Regions from separate parts of the Capsicum annuum genome. Here region 2 is linked to region 1. A link is a contact called in public Hi-C data. All regions are on one chromosome and are shown on one strand. Each heading gives the region's core, a stretch centred on a gene start, on an enhancer-like site or on the middle of the called end of the contact. The rest is flanking DNA. Distances are from core to core; before and after follow the strand shown. Region 1 has its middle 82 kb from the start of LOC124887326. Region 2 has its middle 59 kb from the start of LOC107841532.

Region 1 (6,943 bases), core at 2,216-4,715:
CCACTATGTGCCGGCCTTTTAGAAGATGATGCCTACTCGGGAGGATGAGGAGTGACAGTTGGAGTGATATTTATAAGTACAGCTAAATCAACTAAATCAACATAGTGATTATATAATTTATCTATGTATTCATTCGCATCACCCATAGCCGTCCACAAATCAGGTTGTACTTGTTGAGAATCATTGTTAGTATTTATTTATAAATTAGCATAAATAATAGTACTAAAGTGGCACATAGGATTATATTTAATGCACGGATTAAGCATAGCACCAACTAAGTAAATAGGGGGAATCGAAAAAAATATTTTTTAAATTTAGCAAACATGGAATCAACAATATCTTTGTAACCTTCTTTATTTTTATACTCTTTGAGTAAAGCAGAAATATTGGCTATATATGTCAAAATATTACAAACAGTAGGATAATAAGCAGCGAAAAATTCAACCGTAGCTATATAAATTTTTTCCAAAAAACTTAACAAGATCATTAATTACAACCCAATCAGAATCATGTAACATGCAATCAGCAGAATCAGCAAACGAACCACAATATTGGTTAAAAGATAGTGTAATAGAAACTCTATATTTATAGCAAGTTTTTAAAAAATCATACGCAGCATCTCATCTAATTTCACATTCTTCAGGCATCAATATCGGTGCAGGTCTATTTTGTTAACATTTAAGTTTAAAGTCTCTAATTCTACTTCTGGGATTATTTCCTTAAATAAAATCAACGGCAAGCCGAATTTTTTCAATATAAAACTCAAAAAACTCAAGACCATCTCTTACAATTAAATTATATATATGACATGCACACTTAATATGAAAAATTTCAGGTAACGGCAGAGATAACTTAGATTTTAATTTTGTTATAACAGTCTTGTTGTTAGAAGCATTATCAAAAGCAATATATAAGATTTTATTTTCGATACCATAAAATTCTGCAACTTTAACAATCGAATCAACAGTAAAATCTCCAGTAAACAATCTTAATCATATAAAAAAGTAAGAATACATTTTTGCATAATAAAACTACTATCTATATAGTGACAAGTAATAGTTAAATAATCATTTTTATTTACAGTACGCCCAAGATCAGAAGTTAGGGACATTCTATATTGAATGTTTTTTTAACAATGTTGATAAATAAAAATAATATTGTGAATGAAGTCTAAAAATATCGGCCCGACAAGTACTTCTAGGAATACCATTAAACATAAGATTAAAAATTGCTTGAATATAATGAATAAAGACATCAGAAGAATGAAAACTAAAAGGCAAACAACCCACAACTACCATTTAAATTATTTCTTCCCGGTCTCTCAATTTATTATACTTCTTCATTACCTGACCGGTTGCTGGGTCCATTCTAGTTTGCGTTGGCCCACTAACATCCGCACCAGCTCGTGCAATATTTAACTCTCTTTCGTGAGCATCACCTATATGTCTCATTAACGTACCCGTACCCCCTTGCTTGCCTCCGCTTTTATGCTTATATATTTGTTGACTAATATTGCATTACACCTCAGTATCTGATATACGTTCAAAAAATTATCATGCAATACTAGTTGTTTTACGAGCTCTTGGGGCACGGGGAGGACGGAGAGAGAGATTAACCGATTCAAATCTAACGTTAGCATTTTTCTACTGTGGGTGTCTCACCAATATTTTCATCATCTTCGTCTATATTAACCGCATCTACTTTATTTTTTTTCTATACCGTAATTTTTCTGAGCTTCTACATAATTAATATCGTGGGCTCCTACACCTAAAGGTACGCTTACTTCTTCCTCAAAAGGTTGACTAAGCGGCGCCGAAGGCACACGGGTATATCTATTACTTGAAGTACCTCTACCGGTAGTAATTCACTTTTTACTACCACTACCACTTTCGGGACAAAAATTTTAACATCTTTAGTAACGAGGTTTCTTAATTTATTCATAATATAAATTAAACTAAAAAAATTCAAAATACACAAATGTAATAAAATTAAATATTCAACAATTAATACATTAAATAAAAATTAAACGTAAGAGATGGAACGACAATACCAAATTTTGGAAGTATCCGAAGGTTGCGACTTTAGAAACTTCCACTCGTACTTCGTAATCGCAAAATTAAAAAATTAAAGTGAGAACTTTAGCAAAATTAAACATATAGAATGTTTGAGAATTGATAATTGAGAGAGAACGAGAATTGAGAGAATGAAAAATTGTGTGGAAAATGATTTGAAAGTGTAGCATATTTATAGAATTTTTTTTAACCTTTTTGGGGTTAAAAAAAATTTTAAAAGTAAATTTTATTTTTTTTTAATAAAAAAGGCCAAACTAGCCGTTTGGATCCAAAAATGACTATATAGTCGTTGGACCAACAGCTAGTTTGGGCCCAACGGTTCAAAGCCCAATTCTTTTTTTAAAGAAAGTAAATCGGGCCGGTTAATCGATGAACCCGGACCGAGCTTGGTCCGGGTCGGATTAACCGAGCCCAACCAAAAAAATAAATCGGCCTGGTACCCGATATCCTACAATCCATGGGCTGATTGAGCTGGGTCAAATCAAACTGATTTTCTTAAATGGGCTGGTTTGGGCCGGGTCAACCCGACCCGTTTGACATGCTTTAATAAGTGAAAGCTTTGGTGGACGACAAATGGCATATATGGAAATTCATATAATTTATATCCCTGCATTTATTTTTTAGGTTTCCACGTGTCCTTATTGAAAAAGAGTGTGAAGTAGAAGTTGAAAAAGAGTATTTGGAAAAAAAAATTATTTGAATATGGATTTTACTTATATGTTTTTATATGAAGGAAAAGCATTATTTGTCTATACTTACAATTTACTTGCCATTTTGAAGTTGCCATTTTGAAGAGAAATTGTAGGTGTTTGTACAATATTCCATTGACATTGAAGAAAGAGTATGTGGAGTAACAAATGAAAAAGAGTATTTGGCGATAGACGAATTTCATTTGAAATATTTTGTCTTTGTCTGAATAAAAATCATAATGTTTTTTAAAGGCAAAATAGCTCGGTGCACCTCTGTATTTATTTTCGTTTGTAAAGTGGATACTTCTACGTAGTCATTTGTTATCAGAACCCCTCAACTCATTAAAATTCAATATTTTGAACCTTCTTATGCATTTATGACATTAAATTATTGAGTTGGCAAAACACATGTCTGAGTTGGTAAAACGCGTGTTTACACGCATTTTTTAAGCGCGTGGTATAATTTTTTTAATTTATTTATTTTTTTTAAAATAAAAAATAATTAAATGTTAAAAAAGAAAAAAGGTTTTAAAGTGCCCCAACCCATTTCCCCACCGTCCAGCACCCCCTCACCTCCTCGCCCCACTTCCGTCCAACACCTCCCACCCCCACTCCTCACCCCTCACCCCCGTCCAGTATTCCTCACCCCACCCCTACCCCCGTCCAGCACCCCCACCCTCAGCTCCCTCCCCAGCACCACCTACAGCCCTTTCCCCACCCCTTTCCTTCACACCGGCCACCCCACGCCCAATGCACCAGCCCTCACCCACCTACAACCCTTCCCAACCCCCTTCCTTCACAGCAGCCAACCCCCCACCCCCCAAATCGCACCTGCCCCCTCCCCAATTTCTCCGCTGTAGCCCTTCCCCCCAAACCAAAAAAACAGCTCACTTTTTATTTTATTTTAAAAATTTTTCTTTTCAATTCAAATCTTTTCATATTTTTTTTGAATTAAAATTTAAATTTGAAATCTTTTCATATATTTTTTTGGATTAAAATTTAAATTAATTCTTTTTTCCCATTCGGTGTTCGGTGCCCGCATTGAAGCCCCGACTAATTCGGATATAGCCCATTAAAGTGGCAGCGCTCCTAACAAAATTTTTTCCATTCCCAGGATCGAACTCTCGACCTCTGGTTAAGGGTGAAGCAGCTCCATCCACTGCTCCAAAACCCATGTTGGTCTAATTTGAATTGAAAGTAAGAGATAACGGATATTGAAAACTTAGTGAATTTCATGAATAAGCTTGAAAAAACTTAAAGTTTTTATGAATTTATTAAAGATATTCAATTTAAAAATCGAAAATTCATTATGTATATATATATATGAATTTATAGTTAAATATTTAAATTAGTTGGAAAGAAATTTTAATTACCTGAAATGAATTTGATGCTTAATTTGTGAGCAAAAATGAAAATGTGATTATTTCAATTTTTCTAGAATTTATAAAAAAAATATTTAATTAAATTTATTTTATACTTAATTTCTTATGTAGCATTTTAAAAATGACGTGAAATTTGATGTAATTTTAAAAATGATGTGGAGATGGTTGTGTTACACACATCGAAATAGAATTTAAAATATTAAATTTTATTAAATTGAGGGATTCAAATGACAAAGGGTTAATCAGAAGTATTCACTTCACAAATCAGATCAATTACAAAAAATCACCAAGCTATTTTGCCTTTTTTAAAAGTAGCTGTCTTTTCAACTCCAACTTAAATAATTTCCTCACAAAATAGATATCGCAATAGTACGTACCACATACATCAAAATATTTATTGCACACTTGAAATTCCCAAGCCCACTTATGAAGAAGGGAATGGCTTGTTTGACTAGTAGGTCATCGTTTTAGTGGAAAATCTAGAATAGTTGTCAACCAGTTAATGGATAAAAGTGGACATTAAAACAATGACACTTTCTTCTAATTAAGTTGTTCATGCACTAAAAAGTGTCACTATTAATACATATCTTTGACTATACTTTTAAGATAGTTTATGTCAATATCTCAATTTATTACACCTTCCGTGTTAAAATATATAGTTGATCCTTATCAATTTAATACCCCTTTAAAAAATATTTATTAATTATTTATTTTATCAAATTAATCTTATTAATTATATTTTAAAAATATAAATTTGAGTATATATACTTTGAATAGTCATTTAATGATGAAGGTACTAATGAAACAACATACTTCATGTACTCCAAAATAAATGAATTGTTGAAATATAACAAATCTCTTAAGAAAAATCTTTTAGGACATAAATTGTACGTTACTTCCCGCTATTATCCTTTTAATTATCTTAAATTTATTCTCCTAAAAAATGTAAAGTATTTAAGAACCTTATTAAATGAGATGGTAAAATTAAAAGAAATTTTCAACATGTCTCTTGAATAATCAATAATTCATTTATTTGGACACTTAAAAATAGTTCAACAATTCATTTAATTTGAACAAGAGGAAATAATAAGATTCTCTTGATTTATAAATGAAACAACTAAATTAAAATCAATATTTTAAAAAAGAGAGCCAAATAAAACAAAAGGAAAATAGTAAGCTAAAAGTGGTCGTTTGATTCAGCACGCACATTAACAAATAAAACAAGATCTTTATCTTTTTTTTAGTTATTTTAAATATGCCATAATATTTTTGTAATTATAAAATTTTAAAAATTTATGATTTTAAATATGTCATAATATTCGCGTGATCGTAAAAAATTGTCATTAAGAATAAAATGAAAAAATTTTGGTAAGTTATTTTGAAATTAAGAAAATATATTGTTCTTTACTTTTTGTAAGTGAAAGATGTCAAATTTATCCCACAGTATTGAAAAATTAACTAAATATATCTTTCGTTATACTTTGAAGTTAAATTTATCCTTGTTGTCATAATTTAAGACCAAATTTATCCCTCTATTTTTAAAAAATTGCTAAACATATCCTTCATCATATTTTGGAGCCAAATTTACTGTGAGGCCATATTTACTCTCATTGTTAAGAAATTTTTCACATATACCCTTCCTTTAATAGAAAAACTCAAATCAATTTTTAAAAATAAAACACATCCAAGTCTAATCCGCCCAACCTGATTCATAAAAAATAAACATATAAATATATTCCTCCCTCAATGTTGTTGGTTGAATTTTTCCAACGAACAAATATATTTTTGTTTCAACGTGTAACACTGGTAGGTTTTTTACAAATGAAAAAAAAAAAAGTAAAACAAAATAATATAACATAAAAGCATAGAACTAGAGAAAATATCTATTACAAACACTGTTCCTATTTAGTTATGTTTAAATTTTAAAATTTGGTATTCAATTTTGTGTGTATCTAGATTCTAGGATCAATGGATAAGTTTTCTTAGCAAATGACATGATGAAAAATTTGTGTAGATAAATTGCATATAAAGACACGAATGAAGAGATGTCACGATCGGCACATAGAAAGACCTCTTAATTCAATCATCCAGAGAAATATTCAGCGGACCTAATCTATTGCATTTGATAGTCTAGTGCCATTTTTCATGAGCTCTGCACTTATGCAGATCAATTATTCATGAGCTATGCATTGATAAATATCCAGTGGTTTAATCTCATCGGGAAAAATTTAACCAACAAAACTGAGGGGTATATTTGTTTTTGCATTTGTTGTGGGTCGAGTCGCGCAAGTTAGATTAGGATGTGATTTATTTTTAAAAAATGGACAATTTAATGTTGATTTGAGTTTTTCTATTAAAGGAAGGATACATGTGAAAAGTTTCTTAATAATAAGGATAAATATGGTCTCAAAGTATGACATGAGGATAAACTTAGCCCCAAAGTATGATGAAGGATATATTTAGCCATTTTTTCAAAATAGAAGGGTAAATTTGACCCTTTTCCCTTGTTTTAATGGTATGGACGAATGAGAAAATATTATCATGCAAAAAGAAATATTGACTGTAAAACCTTATGATTTTATAGTATTTAGTTTCTTAATTCTTAAATTTATAACTCTATGAAAAATTAATTAAAAATTCAATATAATGTTAATATGTTATTAACCTTCTACTAAAAGTACATGAGGGGAGGTGAAATGTAATTATTTTCATTAATAGTCGCCTGCTTATAGGTAACAATCTACTGTCTCGCAAGCAATAGAATAAAAGCAGATAATGAACAAATTATAAAGATGCAAAA
Region 2 (6,943 bases), core at 213-2,712, 190 kb after region 1:
TATATCTTCTATAGACGTATATATTTAATATATACATGTGTATATGTTTTATAAATTAGTATATAACTCTATATATATACTTATATATATTGTAGTATATATATGTTGTAATATATGTTTTATTTAAAGTAGTATGTATAGTCGTATTTATCAAATGTTACATATATATGTGTAATTGTGTATGAGTATATATTTTTTAAACTCTAATGTAGTATATGCTATATATATAATGTATATATATTGTTTAACGTATTTAAAATGTATATAGGTGTGTATGTATAGTGTATATTGAATTTTTTTGATCGGGCTTGACCAGTTTTTTAACCGGATTTGACCGAATTTAGGCGGGTTAGACGGGGTTGGGTTAAATGGACCGGGTTAGAGTTGTTTTTAAAAATTTACTGTTTAACCCGAAACCGGCCCGCCCGCCCCACTTAACCCCAACCCGGCCCGGCCCACAAACCGATTAATTTTAATGGGCCGGTTCCGGGTTGACCCGATCCGGCCCACTTAACACCCTTAGATTAAATTAAAATGCCATTGAAAATTTAACGTAAGAATAAGTTTACTCTAAGCATCAAATTAGAGCTAGAATCTTCATCACTAGAAATAAAATCTACATAATTGAACTTCAAAGCTGGATCTTTTACAAATTGTACCACATTAATAATTAGATTCTTAAATTTATTGCATCAAGGAATGATATATAAAAATGTATTATATTTGGTCTGATTAATTATTGAAAATCAATTAAATTGATTTGATGATATTTGACTTAAGTTACACTGTGGTTAAAAATTTACATACATTTTAATAAAATTTAATTATAATTTACTTGCATTTGAATATTAATTATATAATGTTTAATTTAACATAGTATTCTAAGTTAACTTTTTAATGTACTTAGTGATTGAGCCTATTTAATGGATATTATTTCTTAAATCGAGTTGAGCCGAGCTAGCTCAATCGAGTCAAGCTTTGACCGAGTAGAGGTTGATCGAGCTTTGATCAAGTCGAGTCAGGCTAAACTTTAACAACTGAGTTGATACGAGTCAAGCTTTTTAGAAAAATGAGTTGAGTCGAGCTAAATACATGCGAGCTGAGCCGAGCTAGCTCGACGCTTTGCCCAGCTCTACTTCCAATAGGTCTAAATAGTGATCTAATACTTTAGTGGATATTTTGGAAAAATAACGAGGGCTCGTCAACAATTCAATCACTTAAGTAGTATATTAGTTCAATTGAAGATTTGAAGCTGCTCACGGTCAAATATGTGCATGGACGACCCCTTATAGATGATTTGACTGTTCCGGCCGGCAAGTATGTACCATGTTTTAGGTTTGATTTTGCATATTTAATTTGCATCTCGAGGGGTTCGTGTATGTTTTGGACACTAAAATGGATAAAATGAGGCACCAATTTTTTCTGATTCTAATGTCAGTGATTCACCCTTCGTGGTCGTGGGATGGGGTGCCATGGTCGCAAAGAAGAATGAAGGACAATGGGAAAAGAGACTTGGCTAGGCAAAGTTTTGCGGTCACGAGGAGCATTGGTCAAGATCACATAGGAAAAATGTGGCGGGCTCGTGATCACGAAGAAAGATGTTGACACCTAATTTTGACTTTCCTGTGTCAAACTCGAATTGTTATTTGACTAATCAAGTCTTTTAAATCTTTTTTAAATATTAAATTCATTTATATAATTATTTATATATTTAAATAATTAGTCATACATTTTATTTTTTTGACATATCTTAACTTCAAAATGTATGTGCATATTATTTATTGTCGTTATTAATTTCGCACATCGTACTTTAGTTAAACAACGTCTTATTTCAAAATATAACTATTCATAATTTTTTTTAATGAATTTTTGTTGGTCGGTTAGACCATTTTATTTAATAAAAGAGCCCAGTGGACAAAACAAGACCATGGTCCGACAAAACGGATCCAAAACAATAACCCGGCCCAAATTGGAAGCTGCAAGTTTCCTAATTTTGATTTTTATTGAAAAGGCTACTTGTAGAGTACTTAGTACTCTTCTTTGAAGTTTAACGTCGCCTTTATCGATGTTGATGGAGTGCTGCCGTTGGAGCTCCAAGCTTCGAATCTTCCTCCAATGGGTGGTGTATCGGTTGAATCCGAGGTTGTTGTTGATATTTTTCTGTCTATCAGCTTCTCACATTTTGTGTTTCTCCTTTAGATTCTTTTCTCTAGGTAGCTCAATTTACAACCCATGGTTCTTCTGTGAAAATGGTCTTTGACCAAGACCAGGTTCTCTCCAGTTTCTGTTCTGATTAGTATCTTTAATTCCTGAATGTTGACTTGAAGTTGTTGTTGTTGTTGTGTTATGTACATATGATCTGTATAAATTCTTCATTGTTGAACTACTCTGCGTGTTTTGATTCTCAGTTGAGGAATTTGGTATTTGTCCATGTTTATGCATTTCCTTATTTTCTCTGGTAGCTGTCGAAATTAATGTTATTCCTGATGACCTTTTGTTTCGATGCTCTCGTTTGCTAATGAATCGGCAACTATGTTCCCCTCTCTGAATGTATGTAAGATTGTAGCATTTTGATTCTGAATTAGCTTGCTTATCTCCTCCAGGATCTCTGCTATTTCCCAAGTGATTTTCCACAGCTTCAACATCATTTTCTTAAGACTTAAAAAATCTGTATCCAAGATGAAATCCCTGAGATTTTCATTATGGCAGTATTCCAAGGCCTTCGTAATAGCCATTGCTTCAGCTACAGTGTTAGTGCAAAACCCCTGACATTTTGTTCTAGCATATCTTAGATCTCCCTTGTCATCTCTTATATAAAAACCATAGGAGATTACCTCTACTTAACCCATCTGTTTTGCATTTCAGCTGTCCAATTTCTGGTTTTGACCACATTACTTTATGACAGTGAAGCTTAGGTGTGTGAGCTCTCATTATCTCATCTTATGACAGTGAAGCTTAGGTTTGTAAGCTCTCATTATCTCAACTACCTCCGTCCATGTCCATGTTTTCATTTTAATCCATGGGAATAAGTTTTTCAACATCTTTTTAATGACCTTTTGAACTTGTAACACCATTATGCAAAAGACATGGATCTCCCATGTTTGACACAACTTCTTTTCTTCCATAGTGTCCACATAATTATGGATGGTATGGCTCTAAAAATTTTTGCCAGTTTTGAACTTGAATCCTTAGTCCAACATGCCACAATTGCTTGCTGAAGCAGCATGTTCTCCATTTGAATACCTGCAAAATGAGCAAACTACCTCCAAAGCCTATTGTCTAAGGAGGTTGTTAGTAGAGCATGGGTCATTGTCTCTTCCTTTTTAACATCACAACACCAACATCTTGAAACCAACTGTATATTCATTCTCTTCAGGTTATCATCAGTTGGAATTCTTCCCATCCACACCCTCCAAAGGAAGAAATTATACTTAAAAGGCAGTCTTTTATTCCAAATGAAATCATAATTTTTTTTTTCTTTCCTTTTCCTAATTTTTTCCTAGGTAGATTTGACAGTAACTTGGCCATTTGTATTTCCCATCCACCATTAAACATCATTTTGAAAGCCTTCTATAGGGGGTTTCATTGTTTACAGAATAAGGTCCACCATTTCTTCAGAAATTACTGATATAAGTGATTGCCTATTCCAATCCCCATTTTTGATAAAACTTCTGATATCCACTTCCTCATATTAAAAAACCTCATCGTCCACATAATATAATGCTCTTTGTTTGGTCCAATTATCAGATCAAAAGCTTGAGTTGTCAGCTTTAATTTGCCACCATATATTGTGCTCTATCTCCTCTCTTACAGAAATTATTTTTCCACAGACATATGAGGCTCCAATTTCTTTAGCAATTAAAGGATGTAATTTTTTACAATACTTGTTCCACATGAAAGAGACCCATAAAGAGGAAGTTGAAGTACTGAAAATCCATCAAAGTTTGCCAAATAAGGCTTTTGACATATCATGTAATGATCTAAAACCAAGTCCTCCCTCGTTTTTTGGATAGCACATAGCCTCCCAGCTCACCTAGTAATTATTCTTTGAACGTGTAGCATTACCCCAAAAAAACTTTGCAAAAATCTTGTAGAGCTAATTGATGACACTGACAAGTGGATTCATAGCCGAAAGAGTGTAGATGGGTATGGATTGTAGTACATGAGTAATTAAAATGTATCTTCCCCCATAAGAAAGTAACCTATTCTGCCAAGAGTGAATCCTCTTTATCACTTTTTTGATCAAATCTTCTAAATGGCCTTTGTTCTTCATCCCATAGAAAATAGGACGGCCTAGGTGAATAAAAGGGAGTTTACCTTGCCTGATTTTCGTAATTCTTCTGATATTGCTACTCACAATGTTAGGAATTTTCTCATGAAAATATAGTAGACTCTTATCAAGGTTGATCATTTGTCCAAAAGCTTCCTCATAACTTCTCAAAACTCCCATCATCTTCATGATTGAATAAGTATGACCAGAGCAAAATAAAATAGTGTATCAGCATAAGACAGATGATTGATATCTGGGCTCTACTTTGGAATTCCATAACCTATAAAATTCATATCATTAAACAGTTCATTTAGATTTCTTGACAAAACTTCTACTAAAATGATAAATAAAGTTGGTAACAAAGGGTCACCCTGCTTTAAACCTCTTGAAGATTGAAAGAAGCCATAGGACTGTCCATTTATACGCACTGAATACCAATTGTTGATCACTAATCTTACTACCATATCTATCATTCTTTCTGAGAAATCAAATCTCCTCAAGACCACCACTAGAAATTTTCAGGAAACCTATCATAAGCCTTTGCCATATCCAGCTTCACTGCCACATTATGAAATTTGTTCATCCTATTTATATCTCTAATAATTTCCTGGGCTAGCAGAACATTTTCACTGATGTTTCTCCCCTTTACAAACTCAGATTGATTAATAAAAATTATATTAGGAAGCATTTCCACAATTCTCAAGTGAATAGCCTTAGAAATAATTTTGTTAACAAAAGTACAAAGTTTGATAGGTCTCAAATCACCATAAGTGGTTACCACCTCTTTCTTTGGAATTAAAACCAGATTCGTATGAGTGATATATCCGGGTAATTTACTTCCATAAAATAATGCTTTGATCATGTTAGTGATGTCTTCCTCAGTGATATTCCAGCAGCCCCTGAAAAAATTCTCTTGAGAATCCATCTGTTCTACTGTTACTCTCTCCATTTAAAAAGAAAACCACCTGTTTTACATTTTTTTTGTCTGGTAGCCTTTACATTTTATCATTCTGCTCATCTGTGATGGATTTGTTGATGAAATTTCAGATCTCATGTTGTTCAAAGCTCTGAGTTTCCTTAAATTTCTCTATGAACACACTCACTGCTTCCTCCCCAACATTCTGTGGAGTAGTTATCACATTTCCTTGTTTTGTTTGTATCTCAGCAATCTATAATTTTCTTCTCCTCCTTTTTACATATGAATGGAAAAATTTTGTGTTCCTTTCTGAATCTTTAAACCATTTCATTTCAGCCTTCTGTTTCGAAAACTCCTCCTCAATCTTCAACATTCTTTTTAAATCTGCTTCTGCTTTACTAAGTTCCTCTCTATTTTCTGGAGAGGGTTGAATTTTAAATTGATCTTCCTTGACTTTAATCACATCATCAAGCGTTGACACCTTCACAAAGATGTCTCCATAAGTCTCTTTACTCCAAACAACAAGAATAACTTTTTTTAATTTTTCATGCACCACTTGATAAGGAGATCCTGAGATATTACCCTGCCAAACCTCTTGAACTATTTTGTGAAAGTCTTTATGCTTGATTCAAAAGTTTAGGAACCTAAAAGATTTATTCAAATGCATTTGTAAAGTATTTTCAATAACATGAAGGGGTGCATGGTCTGATCCCTGCCTGATCAAATGATGAACTTCACAATGAGGTATGATTTTTATAAGCTAATTATTAGCAAAAATCCTATCCAACCTCTTAAAAATGCAATCCTCCTGAATTCTTTCATTCCACCAAGTATAAATACTTTCTTTAAATCTCAATTTATTTAATGCACAAGAAGTTATAAGTAAGAAAAATCAGCTATTTCCTGTTAGGTCACTGCAAGTCCACCCAGTTTTTCTGACTCATCTATGATAGTGTTAAAATCCTCTTCAACTAATCAGGGAATTCGTGTATTTACTGCTATTTCCTCCAAATCATCCTATAGCTTCAATCTATCCAGGCTACTACATCTAGTATACAAAACAGTTATTTTAAAGTTATCATTCCTTTCCCTCATCTTGTATTCCATTGTTAATTGTTGTAAAGAGTTTGTTGAGTTAAATTTTTCCCATTCACCATCCCTAAAAATCCAAATCTTAGTTGAGCTGTTAACTCGTGCATGAGCTAAACCCAAACTTCTTCTATAATCTTCTAGCTCTGATGGACTTTGAAAAGGCTCCATTAAAGCAATGTAAGAATAATGGTTCTTTTTGTGTAGGTCTATTAGTCTCTCAAGAGAACTTTGAGTTCTAACAAATCTAATGTTTCAATACAATACTTTATTAATCATTGATCATTGGAGATTTTAGAACCTGTCGTACTCCTTGTATTGATGTGGGATTTTGTTGTTGTGTTCTTGTAATCTTTCTTTCTTCTCCCTTTTAAATGCTCAATTTTCCTTGGAGATAATTCACCATTTTCTCCAGTTTAATCAATATTTACCTTCATGTCTGCATCCTCCTCTAAATCTTGTTTTTCCTGAATTTCTCTATGTGAAAGATGTTGTATTTTAGGAATATATCCTACCTTTTTGCTTCTGCTGCTCTATGGAGAATTAAATTTTATCAGTTGTCATTTATCCCCCCCCCCCCTCTCTCATCAGAGTTGCTAATATTTTTATTTGATTTAGTTGTGGACTGATTCAGCATCTCTCAATTAATTTTTTCTACTGAACTTTGA

The links. Hi-C and Micro-C count contacts between places; a contact is called where the count stands out from the background.
Region 2: a Hi-C map of leaf shows a contact between it and region 1, with 3 times the contacts expected there. The contact joins two enhancer-like sites. A contact is called at or near these places in 2 of 5 Hi-C or Micro-C datasets (both in leaf).

What each region holds. Positions count from the first base shown.
Region 1 is chr9:57,588,001-57,594,943 of UCD10Xv1.1, forward strand. No RefSeq gene overlaps it. Among protein-coding and RNA genes, the nearest start is that of LOC124887326, 82 kb to the left of the region's middle. Within about 2 kb of position 3,466, at least 5 of the 5 cell types and tissues checked have an H3K27ac peak or open chromatin away from gene starts, as enhancers often do. A contact at or near this core is called in leaf, where this site is marked.
Region 2 is chr9:57,780,844-57,787,786 of UCD10Xv1.1, forward strand. No RefSeq gene overlaps it. Among protein-coding and RNA genes, the nearest start is that of LOC107841532, 59 kb to the left of the region's middle. Within about 2 kb of position 1,463, at least 1 of the 5 cell types and tissues checked has an H3K27ac peak or open chromatin away from gene starts, as enhancers often do. A contact at or near this core is called in leaf, where this site is marked.